3 separate regions of the Mus musculus genome follow, and all the other regions are linked to region 1. A link is a contact called in public HiChIP or PLAC-seq and promoter capture Hi-C data. All regions are on one chromosome and are shown on one strand. The core of a region is the stretch at or near the end of the contact, and the rest is flanking DNA. Distances in the headings are between cores, read along the strand shown. Region 1 holds the start of D2hgdh (D-2-hydroxyglutarate dehydrogenase). Region 2 has its middle 26 kb from the start of Pdcd1. Region 3 holds the start of Pdcd1 (programmed cell death 1).

Region 1 (4,365 bases), core at 1,478-3,977:
TGGGCAGTTTCCACACACATACACAAAAAGGCCCCAGACTGGCGCTTAGCAGAATTTATTTCCCACAGTTCTGAAGGTTTGAAATCAAGGTGTAAGCAAGGTTGATATCTGCTAAGGGCTATGTAGGCTGCTGCCTTCTCACTGTGCCCATGTGACAGTATGTGTGGCGCTGGGTAGAAAGGGAATTCTCTGGTATTTATCTCATTTTGTAGCCTTGACTATCTTGGAATTCTGGCCTGAAATCCCAACACCTGGGAAGTCAGACAGGTTGTTCCCTGAGCTGTAGGTAGCCTAGTCTACATAGCTAGTTGCAAGCCAGGCTGGCCAGTGTAGTGAGATACAGGACTCTGAGCATGCAAGGCAAGTGCTCTACCAACTGAGTTACACCCCAGTCCCCAGGATTTCTTTAAAACTGATCCTGAAGGTCCCAGCCATAAGCCCCTGCTTACCCTTAATTACAGACATGTAGACTCTGCCCCCAGTCAGGTTAGGGGCTAGGGCTTCCACATGCGAATCTGGGCATATCCATTACTGAGGCATCTTGGATATTTACTTGGCCAGTGCTGAGTTAACATGGTCAGCATGAGACCGAGCTTTGCATCCATCATGGGAAACACTTTGTCAGAGGCTGTGGTTTTAGGGGAAGGGTCCAAGATACTGCTGGCTTTGGTGATCGGGTACTGGGTGTTTAAAAGGACCAAATACGTAGGTGTCTTTCCTGAGCCTGTAACTGATTGTCTAAGGGTTACTAATGCTGTGATAAAACACCATGACCTTGGAGACACTCACAGTGCCACATTACTGTTCATCACCAAAGAACGTTAGGACAGAAACTCAAATAGGGCAGGATCCTGGAGGCAGGAGCTGATGCAGAGACCATAGAGAGGTGCTGTTTACTGGCTTGAGTTCATGGCTTGGCTCAGCCTGCTTTCATATAGAATTCAGGACCATTAGCCCAGAGAAGGCCCCACCCACAGTGGGCTGGGCCCTCTCCTATCAATCACTAAGAAAATGCCTTTTTTTTTTTTTAAAGGATTTATTTTATGTATGTGAGTACACCGTTACTGTCTTCAGACACACCAGAAGAGGGCATCAGATCTCATTACAGATGGTTGTGAGTTACTGGGAATTGAACTCAGGACCTCTGGAAGAGCAGTCTTAACCACTGGACCATCTCTCCAGCCCAAAAATGCCATTTTTTATTTTTTAAAGGGAGGGTCGTATTGGAGGTATTTTCTCAACTAAGATTCCTTCCTTTCAGATAACTCTAGCTTGTGTCAAGTTAACAGAACTGTCCAGTACATTGACAGTCTTGATAACTTCTAAATACCCTCAGTGGCCTATGGAGTATGGGCCAACTTGGTAGAAACAGCCCAGTAGAAGCCTCTGGAATGTCCTTTCAACTAGTATGTGTTAACCATGTCCCAATGCCCCTGTCTGATAAACCTGGGAGGGTGAGCAGACCTGAGGGAATTGCTCTTCTGGAGGTACAGCTGTACCTTGATCCCTCCCAGCACACACTGTGTAGCTGTTGATCCCTAAATGCTGCATTCTCTTTTCTTTTTGGTTTATCTGTGTAGTTCTGGCTGTCCTGGAACTTGCTCTGTAGACCAGGCTGGCCTTGAACTCAGAGAGATCTGCCAGCCTCTGCCTCCCAAGTGCTGCGATTAAAGGCATGCACCACCACCACCCAGCATATTCTTATATCCAGTTTGCAAGGACTACCACAGTGCCTTGGCTTTTAGTTGGCACCACTATACCTCTCTGTTCTTGCCTCAGCTTCAGGAGCCTCCTGCTCTTCCCTGGTACAGAGATCTAAAGTAATTATCTTAACATCTTAAAGAAGGTACTTCCAGGCTTGTTCCTCGATGGGAAACGGAAGTGGTTAAGTTGGGAGAAGTGACAGTTTCTGGAGCTGCCCCAGGAAACTGGGAGATGAACCCTGTTTCAGATACCAGGTCTGTCCAGCCAGCAAAATGGAAACTACTGGGGTTATTTATAGCTGAATATAGCTGGGGGATGCTGAAGTAACAGAATAATTGCAAGAAATAGCAATTACCTGTTACCTAGGGCTGGGAGTTGAAGGGAGACAGTATAATTCAGACTCAGCCCAGGAAAACTACTGCTGGGCTGCAGCTCTGTGCCTTGGATTTGCTAAAAGTTACTGCGTACCTGCTTGAGGACTGGGTGGCTGGGCCTGGCCCCAGGAGGTCAGGGATGCTCTGTAGAGCTGGGCTGGCCTTTGTGATCCCTATGGTTAAGCCTCGGGCTTTTGTTGTTTCTTTGAGGGTTGGGCAGAGTCGTGTCTGCTGATGGACCAGTGACTCTAGGTGAGACGGGAAGCCCGGGGAAGAGAGGAAGAGGGCAGAGATTCGTAGGATCGATAGAAGGAGATCGAGGGAGACAGAAATGCCTGGGGAAGAGAGGAGCTTCTAAGGGTGACAGTGGCCCCTGCGGAAAAAGCCACAGTGAACTGAAGATGTGACCGCTTATCTTTTGGGGCTAGTCGGGTGGACCACAATGAGGCCAGTTGGGAAAAGTGCGTGGAGTCGGATTTTGGTCAAAGCAGGATACTCGCCACTTTGGGACCTGGGGGGCACTCAGGTTGGGTCAGCAGGAACATAAACAAGGCCGAAGGTCTGGGAAGGGCGGGGCACACTCAGCAGGGTGGAGTGAGGTAGGAAGGGCGGGCTGACACACATGCGCAGTCTCTCGCTCCACCCCTCTAGTTCAGGCCTACGGTTCTGCAGGGGTGGGAAGCAGGGTGCGGGTGCGGACTCGGTCTTTGCACTCGGACGGAAGCTAGGGTGCGTAGTGGGCTAGCTGTAGTTCCTGGGTGGAGGGTGCTGGTGTCTGAGTCTGTGCAGTCCGGGCTGTGGCCTGTCAAGTGATTGCACAGGTCAGGTGTGAGTTGGGATTGCCGGCAGGGCGAACCTAGTCGCATCGCTTCTCACTTACACCCACGGGCCGTGTGGGCTGGGAGTGCAAATAGTTGGTCCTCCTTGACGTCACAACACATGGCGCATGCGCATGCTCTGCGCATGTCGTGTTGTGTTTTTTCGTCTCAGGTAAGGCGGAAGCAGCAGCCAAATAGAGCGAGCCTTCAGTTGGAAGGCGGCCTCTTCTGGATAGCTACCAGTGTGCGGGCCGGTTTCCTTCCCTTCCCTCTTTTAAGCCATTTTTTGTTGATGTACCCAGGTTTTGTAAAACTGGTGGCAGAGTATTACGTAAAATGTAAAATTCTCCTTTCAATTGTGTTTGGGTGCACAATTCCGGGATACCTTCCTTTTTCTTGCAAAAGTTAAAATACAATGAATGCCCTGGAGAGCCAGCACCGCCCATAGGTATTCACTCAGTGGAGTCTCGGGACTGTAATACTGCAGGGCGAAACATTAAGAACCGAACCCTCCTAAGACTCCAGTCCTCTGCATCCTGCAGCCCCAAGCCGCCCTGTTCTCTAGGCCAGCGAGTCTCAACGTTCCTTGACCACTGGGACCCTCGTGTTTCCGTGAACCCCAACCATAAAACGTTTTCAATGTTACTTCATAACTAATTTTGTTACTGTTATGAAGCACAATGTAAAAAATCTGATGTGCATTATGTCTGATATGTGACTCTCCCAAGGGGTCGCGACCCACAGGTTGAGAACAGCCGCTGTAGGCGGCTTTGTGTAGGTGACTTCAGATGGGGTGCAGAGGTTATTGTGGGGCTTTCTCATTGCTTCATTGCTTACGAATCGCAAATTCAATCTCTCTCCCCCCCCCCCTCCCAGCCCCCTCTCAAGAGCAGGAACAATGGTGCTCCCTCTGGTGTCCAGATGGTCTGCAAGGGTCCTCTGGGCATCTCCAGGATGGAGGAGGACCTACACCCAGAGAGCTTGTGTGGGGTTGAAGCGGCTGGGTTGCCCTCGGGGTGTGTACAGCCCCTTGGCTCACAGAGCATACTCCGTGGTAGCTGGCGGCCCAGAGGTGACGCTGACCCCTGAGCGATATCCGGTGCAACGGCTGCCGTTTTCTACTGTGTCCGAGGAGGACCTGGCTGCATTTGAATGCATCATACCTGGCAGAGTTATCACAGATCCAGAGCAACTGCAGACATGCAACGTTGACTGGCTGAAGACCGTCCGGGGTGAGCCAGGACGTGGGCGAGGGGAACAGATTCCTCGTCCGCTTGCCTCATATCCCTTTGATGACACCACCAAGGTCTTCTGAGAATAAAATCGGCAGATTAAAAGGTGTAGCACTTGGCTAAAGTGAGCACTTGTGGACACGGCTGCCTGCATCTGCTCAGCTTCTTCTTAGCTGGCTCTCACCAAGGGCATCTCTCCCAGTTCTAGAAGCCTAGAGAGTTCGGAAGCAGGTGTGT
Region 2 (4,365 bases), core at 714-3,213, 250 kb after region 1:
CACCTGCTTTGGGGTGGTCTTTGGTGATGCATCTGACTTTGAGTTATTTCTGCTCCTGTAAGTGACCCTTCACCCATATTCCTGTAAGCAACCCCAATAAAATTCATTAGTTTTCCAAATTGGACTATGGTGGTATCTGTACTCTGGTCTGTTGTGGGCTCCCAATCTGGGTGAGTGTTGGGCCTTATTTGGCCAGATACTGAGGCCTAGTGAGCCTTTGCACGAGTTTAGAGACCTGTCCTGACTTCTGTACTGGAGTGACTCAGCACAACCTGCCTTTGCCTAGCTACTGCTGATGTAGAATAACTTTACTGACCCTGACAGTCACCTCATACCCTCATCATCTCACCTCATCAAAGATCCCCACCTCCTTTCTTAACTCTATATAAACAAAAGACTGATACAATAAAATGAGTTCCTGCTTTGACACTCCCTGCCCATGTGTTTGTTTTGAGCCTTACCATCCTGCTCAGCCCCAGAGAGACTCTACTGGACCCGGTTCTCTCCTCTCGCCTGAACCTGCCAGCAGAGAGTCGACAAACTGGGACCCCGTGTGAGGATCAAACTCATGACCTTCAGATTATGAGACATGTTAGTAGACATGTATATTAGTTAGAGTTCTCTAGAGTCACAGTGTCTTGCATCAGCAAGATCCGGATCATAGGTGTGCCCTCTGTTTCTGAATTGTAGTTCATTCTAAATATAGTCAAGTTAACAACAGAGAATAGCCATCACGTGTGTGTATAGCATCTCTCCAGAAAAAGCTTGTCACAACATAATTGGCATCTGAACAGAAACATAAGAGAACCCAAGGTAAGTTTGGAGTAGTGAGTGCATGGTCCTGGCTATTGATAGAAGACATTCCCTGATCATCCTCGTTTTTTCGTATAGGACCATTGTTAATACTCACATCCAGCACCTGCATCCAGTGTGTGGATGTGAGTATGAACAATGGCCCTATATGAAAAAACGAGGATGATCAGAGAATGTTCAGTGCCTGAACTTCTGGAACTGGGAAAGGCTTTAAAACAAGCAATGGAAGAGCCTGTTGCAGCCTGCCTTGTGAGGGTGTGGGACATGAGAGCAGATGGGACCCATCTTACTGCTGTGAAGAGAGGGAAATAGCAGTGTAACTTCCCATCTCATCTTAAGGCAAAGGCTTCGAAACCCAAGAGGCTGGGAGAGAAATCCGGTCCTAATAGACTGGCTTCTCAAAGCCCTTAGGAACACTTGGTTATCTCTGTCTGAAGTCCCTGTAGATGTCCATGAACTGAAAACAACATAGGACAGGTGCTACGGAGGGAACCAGGAGCAAGAGAAGCTATGCATAGACTGTAGTTCTCTGGGCTAGACAGAACTATGCTCACAGGAGAATTAAGGAGAAAGCTGATCTAATAGGGACCTCCAGATGGGTATGGGACTTAGTGGCTTTGCTGAGCCCCAGGAGGGATTTTTTTGTTTTGTTTTTTTTGTTTTTGTTTGTTTTATGAAAAGAGACTTGGCAGACTGTAGTAGTGATCTAGACTGTCATGGGAATTGTGTTCACACCATGCCAAAATGCATGGAGGAGGTGGGTGAGTAAATAGACGGTAGAGTCTATCTGGGTCACCTGGAAGCAAACGTGGCTAGATTTGTTTTGAGCTGTTGGTGTACCTGTTCTCAAACCCCAAAAGACCACCAAGGAGTCGACTCTGATGCAATCGCACTAGGGTCTTTTACTCAAGCAGGACAGGAAGGTGGAGCCTTGAGCCTAGTTTTAGGTAAGCATTTTATAGAGGCAAGCAAACAAGCAAGAAGGTTCCTAGCCTGGGACACATTTGATTGATGGGGCGAGGGGAGCTTTATGGCCTTTAACATAATTGGCTGGGGCTGGGAGCCAAACCACAAGCTTAACTTCTGTTTTTCTCCTGACTGGTGGTTGTTAGCCAGGGGAAGGCTTGTACCCTGGAGGAGTAGATTTGTTGGGAAGTAACCTAGAAGCTCTTGCTAGTTGCAGGCTTGTTAGCTAACTCGAGTTCAACTATAAGTCAAGTTCTCTAAGATGGAGTCTGGACCCAAAAGCTCTGGTCTCTCAGGAGTTCCTAGGGTGAATATTGATAGAGAAATAATTCATGTGAGCTAGTTAATGATAACCATGCCAATTAAGCCAATTAAAATGCATGAGTCCTTTTGTATTGATGGCCAGACCAGGAAAGAATGGACTTATGCATCTGAAAAGTCTCTGGGTGTTCAAGCTCAAGGGTACAGTGTTTTAAAGACAAACCCTTAATGTTTGGGTGTGGGAGGATTATATCAGTGGGCGATTTAGAGTTGTCTAGTAATGTCTGCTCTCTTTGTAAGGCTCAGTGGTATCTCTCAGACACTTCATTATATGTTTGAACTATGGTCCATGGACAGTCCCTGAAGCATTGCCCAGGTGAAGGTGGCTATTGGGGCCTGGGTGGCAGGGGTGGGGGTGGGGTGTGTGTGAGACTTCAGGAGCCTATTTGGGATTTGATATGACTGGAAATTTCTGGTCCAGGAGAGGAAAGGAGCCTTTTTTTTTTTTTTTTTAAATTAACTTTTACATTTTAAAAACACAAATCAAGACACACAGCGTACAGACGGTGCCACCCAGTGGCAGAAACCGGAGAAACCGGCAGACTCTCCAGAGACGAAAAGACTAACCAAACAGAGCGAGCAATGGCTTGTAGAGGCTCCCACCTAGTGGCAGAACACGGAAAAAGCGGGGACTCTCAGAGTCCCAGGTTAGGGTTATGCTTTTTAGAGGGCTGAGGTAACCTTTGGGCTATGGTTTAAAAGGTTAGGATTGGGGTTATGGTTTGTATTAGAGGGTTAGGGTTAGGTAGATTTGTGTTTAGTGTTAGGGATAGATGCTTAGGAGAGTTAATGCTAGTATTTAGGGTTTCTGTGTAGGTTGGATCTTGAGTTAAGGTTAGGGTTAGGGTTTCAAAGGTCATAAAGAAAATCTCTAGTCAACACTGCCCAACGCTATGACTATTTATGAATAGTGTATAAACCTGTGTTTAGTGGTGCACCTAAGCAGGAAAGGTGTAGAAACTTATTTCCAGGGTGTTTACGCTGGAACTATAGTGGAATTTTTAGGAGAATCACTGTATGTAGTGTAAACAGAATCAATGGTTTCCTAGAAGGACTTAGACCTTTAAGAAATCTTTGTGCAAAACAGTGGTTGTTTTCTATGATTATTTATAGAGTTGGGTTTTTTTTTTTCTTTGAAGGATCTTTACAGCCTTTGCATGATTTTGGCCACAAGACAATCCTGGCACACCTAGAGCATCTTGCATTATTAGATACTGTACCAATAAGGACTAAAGTTGTAGCAGCGCGATGTTTTCCTTCCAAAACATTAGAGCAGGGGCTTTGGGTATGAGGAACTTGTTTTACTCAAAGAACAGCTTTAGTGTAACAATGAATAAATAATGCCTTTGCTCTGCTGTTTGAGATCTAGTCCACAGAGGCTGATCTCCTTGCTGCCAGGAGCCCTTAATTCATTCTTAAGTGTCCCTCTTTGAACGCCCGAGCAACTCAGAACACCGAAATGGAGTAGTGCAGAAACCCCTCTTCCAGGACATAGCTAATCAGGTAGAGTACAAACTGCTATGCTCAAGTTCTCAGTCAACAGGAAAAGCGCTAACACCTGAGCACAGGCAAAGGCAAGAGCTATGTCCAGGGACTCCGCTACTTTGTAAAACTGCCACAGTTACCCATGAAGAGCACAGCTGTAATCTCAGCTATCTGAAGGTTGATGCAGGAGGATTTTTGTGAGGGTCAGATGAGTCTGTTTACATAAGTGTCGCCCAGAGGAGCGAAATGGTTAGGGCTAGGTGACAGGCTTGAATACTCTGGTTTTCACCTAGCCTGACGCGCGCATGCATTCTGGGTAATGTAGCCCATTCTCCCTAACTGAGGAGCCTGTGCACCCTAGTATATTCAGGATTTTACGGTGTTTATGTGTTCACAGCCTCAAGGAGGCTTCAATGTAGTCACCACCGGCATTGGGCAGTGTGGCCTCTGGCATCTCGCGACTCTGGACTCCGCAGTAATTCTGTGCTAGAAACCAGGACGGTTTCAAGCCCTAGCTTACGCCTCGGATCCTGTTTGTGCTCTCGGCCAGCGTCGTGTGACCAGGGGCACAGGCGAGGACTGAACCCAGCTGGTCTTGTTCCCTGCACTCTCCAGTTCCTTATTGTTATAGTTAGCTTCCCGGCGACCACAGGCACCTTTAGGCTTTCACTTGCTCCAGGAATTGTCCAAACCCTACGGAAGACAGCTGGGCATTGTAGTTCAAAGTTTCCAGAAGGCGGTGCTTGTGGACCCTAACCATTCTGGGATTGTAGTCTAAAT
Region 3 (4,365 bases), core at 1,290-3,789, 230 kb after region 1:
TGTACACATGAGCAAAGCTAGATGGATTTCATAAGTTTTATATATATATATATATATATATATATATATATATATATATATACACACACACACACACACACACACACACACACAGGTGTGTATACACATATATGTACATGATATATATTTTTCAAAGGTATAAATTACAAAAAAGCAAATCTGACTTTAAGAAATGTGTCTGAGGATATGTTTGGCAGTTTTGACAGATGGTCTGAGTAAATCTCATGGCCAAGGCAATACTTGTTTCCACCAAGTTATAGGCTAGAAAAATACCTCAGCAGTTATGAGCTCTGGCTGATCTTCCAGAGGACCCAGATTCAATTTCCAGCACCCACACGGCACCTCACAACCATATATTTATTACTCTAGTTCCAGGGAAGCCAATGCTTTTTTGTGGCCTCTACAGACATCAGACACACACATGATGCACATACACACAGGCCATACACCATAAGGTACAAAACAAAACAAAACAATCAAGCCCCCCAACAACAAAAGAACAAAAGGAAAAAATGTGAATGAGAAAATGCTAAAGAGACTGACTGGTATATTTGGAATGGAACCCCTAAGCTCAGGGAAAAATCACAGAAGAGTGTGTGATCAGGCTGTAAGAGCCAGAGGTCCAGCACACATGTTGATAGTGTTCCTTAGACACAACTGGGAAAAATGTACCCATAAACTCTGAATCAGGGCTGTCTGAACATTAGACAAGCCCAAGATCACCATGCTCACCAATGGTTTTATGGACTAACTTTTTTTTTTTTTTTTTTTTTCTTCCTATAAGGCAGCCCAGACTGGTCTTGAACTTTGATGGGCACGATCCACTATGGCTGTCTTTAGTCTGAGTATGAGATGATCCATTTCTGAGCCTGAATTTTGCTCATCTTAGACACTAGACAGCCGCTGTTGAGGTTGGGAGACTTTTAAAACAGTCAGCATGAGAGGGACTGTCTGTGGGACTAACAGAGAGAAAGAAGGGCGGCCAATCAGGAGGGAAGAAATGCACTAGACTAAAGGTCCACGGCTGCCAAATGGCACTGGCCTGTGAGGTGTCCCACGTTGAGCTATTCAGGTCGTGAAGGAGGCATGCCACTTTGAGACATTTGTCAGAGACAATCTACAGTAGGCCTGCATAAATACATCTGTATCTCCATATTGTCTCATCAAAGCTTCATTTGCGGACATGCCCAGTGTGCCAGGTCACCAGAGTGAGTCATAGTCCCCTTTCTGTCTCAGTTGCTTCTCTCCAATGACACATAATCCTTCCGACTTTGCTCCGTGGGTTTCCTGACAAGGTTTCCCCAAGGGACATCTTTCACCCTAGGGCCTCAGACCATCTACCATGTTCAGGTCTGTTTCCTCCATCCAGTCTTGACAGCAAACCATGGGCTATCTTAAGAGGGTACGTGGAGGGAAAATGTCCCTGGCTTCCCAACCAGCCTTAGCCTGCAACCCAGGAGAGGGCCTGTGGTGGTAAGCACCCAGCACCCAGCTCCCAGTCCCATCCTGTTTTCACGGTAGTGAAGAGGCTGGGGTGAAGGTGACTGGGACGTCATATGAGCAAAGGAACATCATTGCAGGTCAAAGATGTTAAGGCAGCACAAGAGTATAAGCTTGTCTAGGCCACAATTCCATGCGCCGCAGGTGTAGCTCTGACCTAGGAGTTTGTTGACATCCAGGAGAAACAAAGTTCCCTCTGGTCCCAGGACCAGGTTCTCAGTGAAGGTTGGCTCAGTCCAGAGGGTGGGCAGGGGCCAAGGGGTACAGGGTAGTGAGGAGTAAGGAGTACAGGGAGCTGTGTTTTCACTGTGAGGAATTTGAGCAGGATTCCTGGACCTCTCCGTTTCACACACCCCCCACCCCCAGGATGCTATGAGGCCAGGGATATGAACTCGGGAGTCCCCCAGAAATGCTAGCACGGGAAGCTTGTCCATGAGGGTAGACAGCTGATTATACTCTTGGATCTTCAGTCATCTATACAGTGTGTAGGGCAGGCTCCATGTAGGGATGTCCCCAACCATAGAAAAACATAGAGAAAGGCCAAGGATACCAGGGCCTGCCAGAATCCTGAAGCAGTGGCTGAGGTCAGAGCTCTGTTCAGACCTACCATCGCTTCACAGAGAGGGACACAGAAGATCAACTGACGTTAGATAAATGTTCTGTCTGTCTAAAAGCAAGGAGGGGGTGGATTTTGAGCCCCAGGGGGCATTTCACCTGTAAAACCCACCTAAAGCCAATCTGTGTAACCAGGAGCCAATCCGTGTAACCAGGGACACAGGTGTTCCTCCCCTCCAGTAATAGGAACCGAGGGTGAACGTTTCTTCAAGCCCTGCCCCAGCCACCAACCCCAATTGATCCCACATCCCTAGGAGCCACATACCTAGAAGCCACCCTGATTGCCAGCTCAACTGCAGCACAGCCCAAGTGAATGACCAGGGTACCTGCCGGACCCACATGCCCAGAGCCCCTGGCAGTGTCGCCTTCAGTAGCAGTCTCCTCTTCCTCCTCCCCGCTGCTCAGGCAGAGTTGTCTGTAGCGGAAAGGAAACTGTCCCAGGTCATGTTGGAGGGAGGAGACCTGTTCTTGGCTCCCGCCCCCTCTTCCTCCACCTCCACAAGGGTGGGAGAACAGGCAACTAGAGGTGGGGGAGGGGCATGGAAGGGGGAGGGGAGTGGGAGGGAACGATGCCTGGGAGGAGCAGGTAAGGGACTAGTGAGAGATTGGGGAGCAGAGAGGGGGGGTTCTCTCTGACTAGCTGTCCTTGCCTCTTGTCCTGCTATGGGGTCCTCTCCATTTCTAGCCCCTCTTGTGGGTAGGTTTGGTCTTTTCCATTCCTGGTACCCCGATCGAGCCTTAGCTCCCAGGGCTGAGAGAGACTGAAACTAGGGCCAGACTCTTGTCCCTTTGGAGGGTGGGTGTCGAGGCCTGGCTTTGGTACCTATGGCCGCAGCGAGGGCAAGCTGGACCCTCCCCTACCTTGTCTGCCATGCGTGGCCTTGAATGCCCTGAGCTATGCCTTAGTCCTTTACTACTGAGGAGCAAGAGCCCAGCTATCCCACATGCTCCCGTTTGATGGGTCAGAGGAGGCCTCGAAGGGCTATAGTGAACATTTCCTAGGACCCGAGACGATGCCTTTCCTCTCCAGACACCCCTGTAGGTTCAGAAAGACCCTGGGCCTGGTCTTGCTTTCTCTTAAGGCTTTTCTTCCTTTCAAGATGCTGGATCTGCTGCCCGGATCTCACTGTTTTCTCTGCTTCTATAGTTGTCTTAGGTTTGCTAGCTCTGCTGCCCTGCATCTTTCTCTTCCCCTGAGAAAAACCTAACACCAGGCTGGGGTAGACTCAATTTCTAGGTCTTTCCCAGTCAACTTTCCTCAGTCCCTAGGAGGTGGAGGCCCACCTCACCTCCTGCTTGTCTCTCTGGGATTAGGTGGGGTGGGCCGACTTGTGTGCATGCATAGTACCTGGCTGGCTAGTCATTTCTGGGGCATTCTGATGATTTAATCATTCTGCTCTCTGTGTTTCGCCACAGTGAATGGGAAAAAAAGGGAAAACGAAACTGCTAATATTAGCAATGAGATGTGTGGGTCTCACCACCCTAAAATAGGCAGCCCGCCTGGAAACCATCTGGCAACTGCCTCAGCCACCCAGGTTCAGAGGCACTAGCTTGGTGGGGAAGGAAACATTACTTTGAACAGCACAGAAATGGAAAAAGAGTGTGAGGCACAGACTGGCCGCCTCCAGTCTCAGCATGGGGCCTGTGGGCAGAAGCTAGGGGGATCCCCTCCCCACGCCTGGCTGTTACAGAGCCTCCTTTATACCTTTATGTCTTTCTGGCATGCTCAGGGTAGCAAGACCCCTGTCAAGGCTAGGTGATTAGATACTGGCTATGAGCCTATTGTGAATTCTGGACAGATTCCACCCTGCCTTGCTCTGATGTTCTATCTAGAATCTTCCTATGGGACTCAGACTATACAGAGCAGATCATGAGGACTGGAGAGGAGCAGGAGCCCGAGCAGCAGGCTGTCAGCACATCCCTATTGCTTTCCACAACACCTCAGGCCTGCAGGTACTGGAATATCTTTCCGTGGAGAGTGAAAGGACCTCTGCCTATCTTTCTCTTTTCCCCTTCTGCTGTACCTTCTTCTGGTCCTTACTTTCTCCTTTCCTCCCTAGCAGTGTGGTGAGGAGCAAGGCTGTTGCTGGGGTAGCCCTAATTACTTTCCCTATGCCAATAGCCACACACATGCAATCCCCAGCACACATGATAGAGCCCACACAATCTCAAACACATATACTATCCTGCAATAAACACACACAATCCTCAGGGCTCATGCTATCTTCA

Evidence for each region. HiChIP or PLAC-seq counts read pairs in DNA pulled down with a chosen protein or histone mark. Capture Hi-C pulls out chosen DNA fragments and counts their contacts.
Region 2: a contact with region 1 is called in an H3K27ac HiChIP or PLAC-seq map of the HPC-7 cell line, with 14 times the contacts expected there. The contact joins the enhancer-like site here to the promoter of D2hgdh in region 1. A contact is called at or near these places in 7 of 39 promoter capture datasets (the C10 cell line, the HPC-7 cell line, Sertoli cells and 2 more), 5 of 15 datasets of contacts at CTCF or cohesin (the G1E-ER4 cell line, embryonic stem cells, large pre-B cells and 1 more), 17 of 484 Hi-C or Micro-C datasets (the G1E-ER4 cell line, LSK cells, cerebral cortex and 6 more), 21 of 115 datasets of contacts at active chromatin or transcription factors (DN3 thymocytes, the HPC-7 cell line, bone marrow-derived dendritic cells and 12 more) and 3 of 9 other capture datasets (adipose tissue, embryonic stem cells and liver).
Region 3: a contact with region 1 is called in a promoter capture Hi-C map of liver. The contact joins the promoter of Pdcd1 here to the promoter of D2hgdh in region 1. A contact is called at or near these places in 5 of 39 promoter capture datasets (the C10 cell line, embryonic stem cells, hippocampal neurons and 1 more), 1 of 115 datasets of contacts at active chromatin or transcription factors (double positive thymocytes) and 2 of 9 other capture datasets (adipose tissue and liver).

The regions. Positions count from the first base shown.
Region 1 is chr1:93,822,513-93,826,877 of GRCm38.p6, forward strand. It overlaps D2hgdh (D-2-hydroxyglutarate dehydrogenase), which reads left to right and starts at 2,728. Exons shown (of 10, transcript NM_178882.4): 1 at 2,728-2,807; 2 at 3,773-4,128. The coding sequence starts at 3,795.
Region 2 is chr1:94,076,613-94,080,977 of GRCm38.p6, forward strand. No RefSeq gene overlaps it. Among named protein-coding and RNA genes, the nearest start is that of Pdcd1, 26 kb to the left of the region's middle. Within about 2 kb of position 1,964, at least 39 of the 459 cell types and tissues checked have an H3K27ac peak or open chromatin away from gene starts, as enhancers often do. A contact at or near this core is called in the G1E-ER4 cell line, the HPC-7 cell line, bone marrow-derived dendritic cells and 2 more, where this site is marked.
Region 3 is chr1:94,050,014-94,054,378 of GRCm38.p6, forward strand. It overlaps Pdcd1 (programmed cell death 1), which reads right to left and starts at 2,540. Exons shown (of 5, transcript NM_008798.2): 1 at 2,402-2,540. The coding sequence starts at 2,477.